2 separate regions of the Anas platyrhynchos genome follow, and region 1 is linked to region 2. A link is a contact called in public Hi-C data. All regions are on one chromosome and are shown on one strand. The core of a region is the stretch at or near the end of the contact, and the rest is flanking DNA. Distances in the headings are between cores, read along the strand shown. Region 1 holds the start of SUCLG1 (succinate-CoA ligase GDP/ADP-forming subunit alpha). Region 2 overlaps EIF2AK3 (eukaryotic translation initiation factor 2 alpha kinase 3).

The links. A called contact is a pair of places that touch in the nucleus more often than the background predicts.
Region 1: a contact with region 2 is called in a Hi-C map of skeletal muscle, with 1.8 times the contacts expected there. The contact joins the promoter of SUCLG1 here to the enhancer-like site in region 2. A contact is called at or near these places in 2 of 8 Hi-C or Micro-C datasets (skeletal muscle and subcutaneous adipose tissue).

Annotation. Positions count from the first base shown.
Region 1 is chr4:74,284,143-74,289,828 of IASCAAS_PekinDuck_T2T, reverse strand. SUCLG1 (succinate-CoA ligase GDP/ADP-forming subunit alpha) reads right to left here and starts at 3,577. Exons shown (of 9, transcript XM_027455769.3): 1 at 3,421-3,577. The coding sequence starts at 3,466.
Region 2 is chr4:74,225,501-74,231,142 of IASCAAS_PekinDuck_T2T, reverse strand. It overlaps EIF2AK3 (eukaryotic translation initiation factor 2 alpha kinase 3), which reads left to right. Exons shown (of 17, transcript XM_027455765.3): 3 at 4,962-5,156. Among named protein-coding and RNA genes, the nearest start is that of EIF2AK3, 17 kb to the left of the region's middle. Within about 2 kb of position 3,127, at least 2 of the 8 cell types and tissues checked have an H3K27ac peak or open chromatin away from gene starts, as enhancers often do.

The DNA.
Region 1 (5,686 bases), core at 2,328-4,827, 58 kb before region 2:
AAGGCCTGTAATGTGCTCACTGCAGCTCAAGTAGCAGGGAAACGCGGTTACATTCACTTCTTGAAAGAAACCTCACAGCAGTAATTCATGCCTGACAACTCCAAAGCCTTTCTAGAAAAACATGCTCCTACTTACCATTGAGTGCAAACACCAATTTACATGTTTAAAGGAAAATTAACCCATTTGCAAGATATTTTAAGTTACACATCAAATGTAAATACCGTTGTTTGTTTTTTTTTTTGCAGCGTTTCAGGCACTCTTGCAGCAGGATGTCCAAATCCTGACCTTACTTAAACAGCACAACCCAAGCCACCTTTGCACAGCTTATCCCAGACGAAAGCCAGCTGACAGTGGAGGTACTAAATCTCTTCCTCAACTTTACAGAGTTGAAGATTTGTTATTTTCAGGACCTCCCACAAGACTCCCTAGAGCTACAGGCACGAATCCAAGTCAAAGTGCTTCCTTCTTGCCCACGCTTATCGTGGAGGAAGCACCTGAAGGTGCTCACAAAATGAGCACAATATAAAAGCAAGGTAAGGCAGCAGAGATTCCTTTCCGCAAGGCCCTGAGCAGACACCTCCACTGTCAGAAGATGGACAGGTAATAAATGAAATTGTCCCTCTACTGCTCCTTGAAATACCCTAAGGGCCTGGAGATGAAGGAAGATAATCCTTTTCCTATTACCTGTGGAAGGTAAGAAAGCCTTAGAAAATACACAGGCTCCAATACAAACAGGGAAAATGAACTCTAGGGTAGGGAAAGTCAGGGAGGAGTCAAGTACAAAGTCTGCAAGGCAAAATGCTCAGTTGTTTTTTCTTTTTTTTTTTTTCCCCCACACATACACCCCTCACTTTCCATCAGTTCCAAACCTTCAATTTGTTTCTGAAAAATCCTCCCAATATTTCAAACGCTGTTTAGTTTGCCTCGTTATGACCATCTCCTTTCTCCTCCCTCTGCCTACAGACACGTGGCCTGGAGGCCAAAGTACCACAGCAAATTTTAGAGTTTGCTGACTCGAAGTTTGATATTAAAAGAAGATTTGACACAGTTCCTCATCCCAGTCCTTCCTTCAATTGTGATGATCCCGATCAGGCCATACGTGCACATTCACACACGTGGTTGTATCCTGGACAATCCTTCCCCAAACCTGTCTAAATTCATCCTGAAAGGTATCGGTTGCACTAGTAGAAGATGATCCCCGGTGACAAAGAAGTTTTCATGCTGTTGAGGGATTGCCAAAATATCTTACTCCTGGTCTTAAGAGGATTATGAGCTCAGGGAAGGATTTCCAGCTATTGGTACCCAGCCTCTTTTCTCTCACCCTTTCCTTGCCAAATTCCTTTTAATTAAGGAAAAAACAATTCACAAACATGGCATAGGAGTTGAGGAATTAAGTAAATTAACCAGTCTATAAAGGAGAGATGTAATGACTATGTAACAACAACTATGTTACACAAAAGTAAGCTGACGACAAGTGACAATTAGAAAAATTTCAGTCCTTTCAACACCTCTCTCTCACCTAAGCAAAAATCCCCGCTTACTGCCACGGACATCACAGTAAACATGACAGCATCTGAAAGAAAAGCTTTCTTCTCCTAATTTATGAAGTTGAAACTGCAGGACCATGTGGAAATAGGCACACTGTGTTCCGCACGGATTACGTTCTTCTAAGACAATAAACTTTTTCCCAAGTACACTCTGCTAAGCCTTCAGCTAAGGGTCTGCGAGCTTGCACAAAAGCAACAAACAAATTCTTCAGTGTGCATCGTGATTTCTGCAGCACTTCTTTGCCAGGATTATTCACAAAATTTACTTTGGTTATTTAATCTAAGAGCTCTCCAAAGCCTTCCAGCTCGCCCAGAACATTCAAAAATCCTGACTCTCCAGCGATAATTAAGATAAGCTTAAGTCTTGGTCCATAAGCGAGCAGCGCTTTGAGCTGACCTTTGAGCAAGCCCTCACCACTCATTAACATATTGCATAGCATGTTTTCACAAATTCCTGAACTGAAACTTACCGATACACACCCTGCAGGCTTGCTTCAGCAGTGTACCAACAAGAACAGATGCACTCTTTTGCAACAGAAAACACTAGAAAGTCACTGCTTTAAATTGCCACTAAGAGGAGATGTTAATTATTTGTTACTGGGACTGTTGCATGAACGAAGTCCAAACTTAATAAATTAAAAGACTGCCCAAACCTTAATAATATCAAACCAAAAACTGTTTCAAATGAAGAAATATTCCTTCTTACAGGACTTTCTTAAAAGAGTTTATGAACTGCTGCTGCAAGCAGAACACTTCCTGAAACACTGAGTCCACCTCTTCCCCTTAACCCACAAAAGCATCTTAAGCACTCTTCCCTAATCTCTTGCTGCACACAAGATTACTTTTGCTAGGAGCATAAATTAAACTGAAGTGTAGGTGCTACACTGTCATCTCCACCAGCACCAACCTGCATTAGACTCAGGGGAGCCAGCTCAAAGAGCTGCCTGGCAGAGTCAGCCCCACGGGAAGGGGTTCAGGAAGGGGTACAGCTTCCTTCCTACTCATGCTCATGGGCGACAAGAGGTGGGAAGGGATGCCTGGGGGACAGTGGGTGCGCCACAGGAACAACTTGGACCAGCTGAAAATGTCGTGAGATCGTGTCCTGAGTCCCTGACCTGCATGTTACCATAGGAAGCACAAGCTTTGCTTGCACAGAGATCCAGTGAAATTTATGAAGTTTAACTTTGCCCACTTGCTGTCAGCTGTCAGATCCCTGATGAAAACACCTTTTCCTCAGCTGAAATTCCAAGAAAAACCTCTTGTGCCTAGGCATGCCCACACCAATTCCTGAAGAGAACGCAGCATTAACTGCACAAAATAAGAACGAAGAAAAACACTTAGTTTAATTTACTGTGATATTATTATATCACACCAACCCCTATAAAAGCTTTCGAGCTGACGTTTTAGCTGCAGATTGCTTTGGTTCTCTGTACTTAAAGGCTAACGCTGTTACTCCTGACAACACAGACAACTTCATCGGGTCATGCTGAAGTCTCAGAACAACTCAGGGCCCTCGAGAGGCCTCTAACCCAAAGAACCACTCAAAGTGACCTGACCCAACCCCACCACCACACTCCTCGAGGAGCTCTGCGCATTACCAGAGATGAAACCTCCCTGGCTCCCCACCCAGTGTCCAACACCCCCCACAGGGCACACCCTTCATCCCCAAGGATCTCCCTCACCCCTCAACGACCCCCCAAAACCCCTCCTCACCCCCAAACCCCATTCCCGTGCCCACTCCCCCGCATCCCCGCGGCCTAGCCCGGGGGGGGGGGGGAGCAGGCCTCGGCGGCTGAGAGCGGCTCCCAGGAACCGGGAGGGCCCCGGAGCACCTCAGGGGAGGGTTGTGGGGTCCCGGGGGAGCGGTACTCACGGCGGAGGAAGCGGCCGAGGAGCCGGGCGGTGTGGCAGTGAGCCATCGTCCCCTCACAAGGACACCCGGCCCGCAGGCCCCGCTCGCCGCCTCAGCACTGCCCGCCCCGGCGGCGCGCGGGGGGTTGTGGGGGTTGTAGTCCGTCAGGCTCCTCATACTCATTCCACGCTACTTTTTAGCTCCTAAATTGTGATACATTCAGCCCAAAAAATGAGTTCTGATGGGTGTCTGCAGGTGGGCATTAGAAGATGTCCCGGTACACTGCTAGGTCAGCAGCTGAGGAGAAAGGCGCGCTGCCTACGCAGGGGTTACTCTTTTGTCGTGGCTGTAGCCACCAGTACAAAAATAAGTAATATTTTTCAGGGAAATGCTTCAGTAAACAACATAAGACACGTACATCTTCGTTGGTGAACTAATAAAATGTTCCTCTCTACATAACAGACCTCATATGTTACTAATTTTCAGGGCTCAATGTGTGGGAATGCGGCAGAGCTCACGTCCCAACCGCACCAAGGAAATTTTTTAGTAAATCAGTAATTCAGTAAATATAATCACAGAAGGATTTCGGTTGGAAGGAACCCTAAAGCACAGCCCAGTCCAACCCCTCACCACAGGCAGGGACACCTCCCAGCAGCCCAGGTTGCTCAAAGCCCCATCCAGCCTGGCCTTGAGCCCCAGGGATGGGGCAGCCACGGCTCCTCTGGGCAGCCTGTTCAGTACCTCACCACTAAAAATTGTGTCTTCAGGAGGGAGAGAGAAGTTGTTCTAGAATTGCATGGAGAGCAGAATTCTAGAATTCTAGAATTCTGGAGAGCAGAAAACCAAATGGAACAAGCAGAACCCCAGCTATTTCTAAGCCACCCCCCTGGGCTTGCTGAGGCAGGTCACAGGCAGGCCTGTCCCAAGGGTCAGAAGAGTCCCTGGCCTGTCAACAGGGGGATCTGAAGTTTTAACCCCAAATAAGTTATACAGTGGGTTATTCTTTCTGTTATGCGGAGATACATAGCATCACAAGTCTATTGGACACCAATTTAAAATAATGCAGGCATGAAGTCAAAAATGTGGCCACTGCAACTTTTGCACAGTTTTAGTGGGACTGTAAAAAGTGAAGGGTATTGTGGGTTTGTTTTGTTTTGTTTTCCAAACCTGAGTAGCATAAACATCTCTTTAGTCAAAACCTGAATGCCTGTAGTGTCTTTTGAGTATTAATATTCATGTATAATCAAAAAGTCATTACCACTCCAACAGTAAAGTTTCAAGGTACTGAATCCAGCTGTACAATATTTAATTGGCCAGAAGCTCTTGGAAGTGGGTTTGTTCCCGTCAGAGCACACTCTGACCCACTAATATTAATTTAGTTAATTTAATCAACTACATAGAAAGAAACCATTCAGCCAAGGGAGAAACAATACAGCAATTAGCAACACTCGGGTGGCAATGACTGGGGCTCCCTTACACAGTTCAGAACAGAATGAATTTTAGCTCAGAGGGGGGTAGCCAAAGGATTAAAAACAACTGTGGGATTTAATCTACAAACAATGCTTTTCAGGCACTGCAGAAAGATCAAATGTCAGGTAGGCGGTGGGGTCTCTCCCTAATGCATTTTGAAATGAGCAACTTCATTATAAGAGCAACACGGATCTTGGAGCTGAACCTTGTGAAAATCACACACCCAGGGACTGAATCCTAGAAAACATTTTTCTTGCTGTCTTACTCAGAGTTGGGAGTTAACTTTGTTTGAAAGCACTTCTTCATGATCCTAAACACAGGGTGTTCTGCCACATATCCATCTGCAGCGGACCAGACCTTCAGATCGCAAAAAAAAAAAAAAAAGGATCATAAGGATCATGTTAATGTTTACCCACATGGGAGCTCTAGCAGTAGCCTAAGATAAAAACACAGTGTCTGATAACCGTTTTCCGTTCCTAGATCTTTAGATGAAAAGGAGTTTCACTGCGTGAACAAATTCAACTGGTTTTGGTGCTCCCTTAAAACTTATTGTTAAAATAGTTTTCATTTTTTCATTTACATCGTGGCTGGGCAGATAAGGGCCCTAGCTGTGGTGCTAGTGGTCTGCACACTTCCTTGGGACCATCATGGAAACCACTCAATCTCTCCCAGCCTTGATTTCTCCTCTCTAAGAAAAGACAATGCTAATGCTTTGTTTGCTTGCATCATCAGCTAAAAATGTCCAATGCAAATAAAACACCAACCCCTTAAATATCTGGATTTACCAGCTCTAAGAGCAGCAAAAACACATTTTGGT
Region 2 (5,642 bases), core at 1,878-4,377:
GCTAGGGTCTTTTTTTCTTCTTAAGGAAGCGTCTGTGGTGTGGACCTTGCAAAAAGTTTGCAGAGAAGTTACGTCCTTAGACTCTAGCTGATCCCTTCATGCTGGTGTGTTTTTGTTTGAATAAGGTTTTCCTGTTGGTAAATACTACGTTGACATCCTTGTAGTGTAATACCCCATGCTTCAGAATTTCTGAAGGTACCTGAAGGGAAAAAATGGGAATTAACCATCCTGAAATCCAAGCTGAGGCAGAGAAATAGCCATTTCCATTGGAAGAAAGTCATAAACCAGTGCAGCTGTGCAGACACCACCTCCCTATACATATACTTGAAAAAAATATATTTATAAATATATATTTATATATTATATTTTTATTTATATGTATATATATGTATTTTTAAATACATATTTTTTCAATATATAAAAACATATATTCAATATATAAGTGTATTGAAAAAAGGCAGACAATAAATCAGTTCAGACACGTGAACTAGTAGCCTTACAGTGTGTGTGTGTGACCTGAAAAACCTCTAAAAGTTTATGGGAGGGCTATCTCTATGCTGCTATGATTTATTTTTTTTAATGTGGAACAAAGTGATTACGTTCTCCTTCCCTGATTCGTTTGTGCAAACTCCTGTTTCCACCCTTTACAGCAAAGCTGCTATAATTGGCTCCTAATGTTGCCTAGACAAATTTTAGAGGGGCTTAGAGACAGTTCTCACTGGGAAGTAGCTCTCAGAGCATACCCAATGTGGGCTTTGATCTTGTTTGTGATTACATCTACAATAAGATTACTGTAACAGACAAAAAAAAGGCACCCTTATCACATAAGATCATATAGGTTAGTCTGAGCTAATTAGTAACTGGAATAAAGCTCTTACAGGAGTGATATCTCATGATAAGAGTAAGTTTTGAAAACCACAAGCTGAAGGGTTAGAAAAACAAAGACTTAACGCTTCCTATTCTAAGGGAAGGATTTGATCTCTGCTTAGTTATTTCTTGGAGTTACTGGAAAGTCCAGCACAGCTGAAAACAATATTAACTGTTATGGCATCATTTTTTTCAGCTCTCTGTAGGTGAGCGTGCTTGGTATTTTGTATGGTAAGGATCGTTAGGTATGGGAAATGAATGTTATGCTTGCTGTTAAGCAGCTCGGGGAAGCTTTTTGATCTCTGTTTACACGATGCTTTTTTTTTTTCCCCCTACAACAAATCAGCAGCTTTCCTCCTGCATCGAAGCAACCTGTCGTGGAAGCTCTCGTGCGCTGCCCTCCTTTCCAGCAAAGAGTCTAGACAGCAAATTCCCTGGTAGCGTATGCCATTTCGGATCGTTCCGCCTTTTGGCTTTTTTGTCAAGGCTTTTTAGAAACTGCATTACCTCACCCGTCGGCCTGGAGATTGAGCAGCCAGCGCCGCTGATAGGCCTGCAGCACCCTGCGCCGAGCCAATGGAGAACTTCAGCTTCAAACTCTTTAATGAGCAAAAAAGAGCAGCGTCTCGTTTAGGGCTCGCTAGTTAATGTAGGGCTTTTTTTTTTTTTTTTTAATCTAAGTGTTACTTCTGAAAGACAAGCCACTTAACAATTATGTGCCATATTGCTGACCGGTGAAGCTGAACAAATAGCTATTTACATTGACAGATCAGAGGAATGTGTAAGTGCATCGTGGTAACCTACATTTTCTGTGCCAAGAGATTTGCAGCTGACTGCCTGGGTGACTCACTCCTCGGATTAGCAGATGAGGTAATGCTGTAGAGATACGGGGTGATGTCATTCCTCTACCTGAGCTGCATGCCGATGCTGCTGGCTGCTACTTTCAAGGAAAGTCCCTTTGCTGCTTCTCAGGTGCTGGATTTGCTAAGAATTGATATTGTTGCTGTGCTTTAAAGCCTCTGCGCTGATAACCACACTTGTGAAAGGCAGTGGCGTGTCCACAAATGCCTTTTTGTTGTGTGTACACCTGAGGTAGGCACATGTGCACACTTGCCTCATTCTTCAGCTACAATAGAGCTATTTTAGTTAGAGAGGAGCTCTGTGGCAATTAGGTACAGTCCCCTGCCAGAGCCATGTCCTGCAATCCCATTTATGAATATCTTCATCTAGGAAGAATTATTCAGTTTTGCCTCTGTTCCTCCATTTGATGTGAAATACCCCACTTGTGATGGTTACTAACTGAAATGTCTAGCTTACATTTACCTGTTTTCATTTGAACCCCATCCATTCTTCCTCCAGCGTTGTCCTTCAGCACTACAGCTCTTCCCACTCCCTGCACTTGCTTTCCTGATGTGTCCACCCACAGCAGTTGTGTCTTTTCTCAGCCTTTCCTTCCCAATGTCACGCAGGACGTGCTGCTCCCAAGGTTGGGAGCAGGGGCAGGTGATCAGCAGAGCTCACCGGAGCCGTCTCGTCTGTCACTTGCAGCTGATGGGGACGGAGGCTGTATCAGATGAGCTGTTAGTGCCCTACTCCTGGGAAATTCTTGAAGATGAGCAAGGCATCACCCTGATTGACTCACATCTTGGGAGCGTACTTCCATGGGGGGAATTTGGGTTTTGTATTCCCAGAAAGGGCTGACGTTTTGCCATTTTCTGGAAATTTTCCCTAAGATTTGCTGGTCAGGCCTTGGAGACAGAGCTTTGGGATGAGGAGCCTGCACAAATGCATGGCAATGAGTGTGGTGCTCAAAAAGTGCTCAGCCCTTGCTGTTGTGGCTTTCAGGAAGCTTATCTAAAAGCTGGGACCCACAAGTAGCTATCTGGCTACCAGCAGCACCACGTAGTTTGCCCAGGCTGTATGAATTCAGCTGGCTGGTAGCCCAGCAGAACTTCTTCTGGATCCTCCTGGGAAGCTGGGTTTAGGTCCTTGCCGAACCATGCACAGGAAGAAGCCATATGGAGGATTTATTAATGTAATCTGCACAGGCTCTAAGTTTTGGTTTGTAACTATTATGCATTTCTGAAAGAATATATTACGAAAAAACACTTTATCATATTGCTCTGCTGTGTTGAATGTTTTAGCAAAATTCTCCAGCTTGGTCAAAGCTGCAAGTTTGGCGCCGACTTCTTCTGTTGTTGAACTGTTTTCCATGATCTGTATGTCTTTGTTCTGAAGATCACAAGGCTGCTCTTGAATGTGAACGTTTATGTAAACCTTGTTTGCTTTATTTTTCCACTAATCATGTGATTTCTACGAATGACCCTGTGCACAAATGTTTGCTTTTGTTTTATTTCTGGAAGTGTGTGTATAGAGCCATGTGTATGTAGGTGTATATCCCCTCCACCCCCATATGGGAGGCTGTGAGAGCTGTGATGCACAAGAAATGCTGCATTACAGTGTCTCTTCCAACATGTTTTGGCCTCTTTTGTTGTAAGGTAAATATCTGGGAAGGAAAGAAAACACTTCATTTAGCTTTGCAAAGAACTTCGTGGCTACTTAAGGGCTTGCTTTTATTATCTCTTCAGTTACACGTTGTGATCCTGAGAATAATTTGTAACTGTCAGTTGTCATGAGGCTTTCCAAAACCAGAAAGTACTGGTCTTGGATCCTTAGGGACCCTGGATACAGTCACCAGCATTATCAGGTAATTCACCTGAAGTTTCTCTCTGAATCACATGTACCAAACAGTGTAAGAGAGATTAGTCATGACATGCACACACTTACAAGACCTGACTTTCTCACCCTGTTTATGTGAATCTCAACTTTGGTAATCCTGTTTGCTTTTCTGTGACCCAGTGCAAATAGCAAGTCTCATCCTAGAGACTTTAATCACGCAGAAGTTGTGGTTTCAGATCTTCACTTAAGAAGAAACCTTCTGGATCTATTTGTATGGCTGTGCACTACAAATCTGTGCCTTGCAGTTTGGCAGGAATATGTTTTTTTTGAAGTGACTAACACATATTTACTAGAACTAGAATTTAAATCCAGATCCCTTACACATTACAACATAATTACATTAAATTATAAGGTACTGCCTGAATGGGCAGAGGGTCTAAAAAACCGTTAACATCTTCCATGTTAATCCATATCCTCAAAAGCCAAGATCATATGGATTATAGTTTCTTACTGTACATGATGGACACAGCCACCGTGGCTCCACGGTATTAGTTATGGTCTGTGATGCTGATAATGAGTTCCTTAATAAGTCCCTTAGTACTCATTGACAATGACTCATCCTTCCGAGTGAGGATCTCCTTGAAAAATCTGTGTAATGGATGAAACTGGATCCTGGTGAAAAAATCTTGACCTATTGTGCCTTTTAAGGAAAAGCCAGAGAGTATTAAAGGAAATGTATATAAACAAAATTAAAAAAAAATCTGGGGAGGAGAAGTTTGATTGAACCGTCTGAAAAGGCAAAAATGAAACGTGAGCTCTGATGTCAGTCATAATTGCTCTGCCTGCTTTAAAGGAGGATGGATATTCTGGTGTAGTCATTAACTGCAAAAGAGTACGCACACAGTGTCAGCTCTTATTTTACAACAAAATTCAGTCTTCTGACTTGGAGTGAACGGTTGATTGTGTGTTTAGAAGTAGATCAGCTGTGGTGAGGGGTGGAAAAAGGTGGAACTTCACCTAAAATGCCACTGTCTTGAAACTTAGCACCATCACAAATAACATGCAGTACTTGCTTCCCAACTAGTGACTGTTCAGTCTCTTCAGGAATGTTTCTCCTTTTACATTTGCTGCAGTTTGGATTACCATAGAGACACAGAATGTTTGGGTTGGAAGGGACCTTAAAGCCCATCCAATTCCAGCCCCCTGCCATGGGCAGGGACACCTCCCAGCAGCCCAGGCTGCCCAAAGCCCCATCCAGCCTGGCCTTGAACAAGAATACACAACTGTAAAGGAAGATGCTGGAATATAAAGCACTGTACTGGCTCATACAATGCTTCATTTTGTATTTGCCGTCTGTATATATTTCACTAAAAATGCGTTCAGATGCTACCTAATGTTCTCTTGAATTCTTGTAGGTATTTGGGAATAAGATGATAATTCCTTCCTTGGATGGGGACCTTTTCCAGTGGGATCGGGATCGAGAGAGCATGGAGGCAGTTCCTTTCACAGTGGAATCTCTTCTTGAGTCTTCCTACAAGCTGGGCGAGGATGTTGTCTTAGTTGGGGGAAAGTCCTTAACAAGCTATGGGCTGAGCTCATACACGGGGAAGGTAAGAGCCTGAAAAGTTGCCTTGTCATTGTTTCTAGCACTGTGTTGCCAAAAGGCTGCTCTTAAGATTTAAACTTCACTATGGCTCTAGTGTAAAACTGCACAGCACAAAAAAGTAGAAGCTGAATTTCTTGGGAAACAAACGCAGCAGGCTGGAGTGGTGGTGATATGGCTGAGAGCATCACTGCAGTGTCCTCTTGTCTCCTCTTGAGCTTCTGCCCTGTCCCTTCTGCTTTAACACTTGCCCCTGGCTGGGCCGATGCAACTAACAGCTAACCCAGCACAAAACTAACCCAATCAAAAGTGAATGCTTTTCTGTTAGGTTAGCAAATTTAGTCAGCTCAGCCAGGGGTTGGGAGAGTGCCAGAATCAGCACAAAGGAATAGGGGGGTTGTGACTAGAGGTGAGTGAGGGGAAAAAGAAAGAAATGACCCTTTGCTGTTGAAATGGAAGACTTCAGCTTAATTTTATATATTTATCTAGCTCT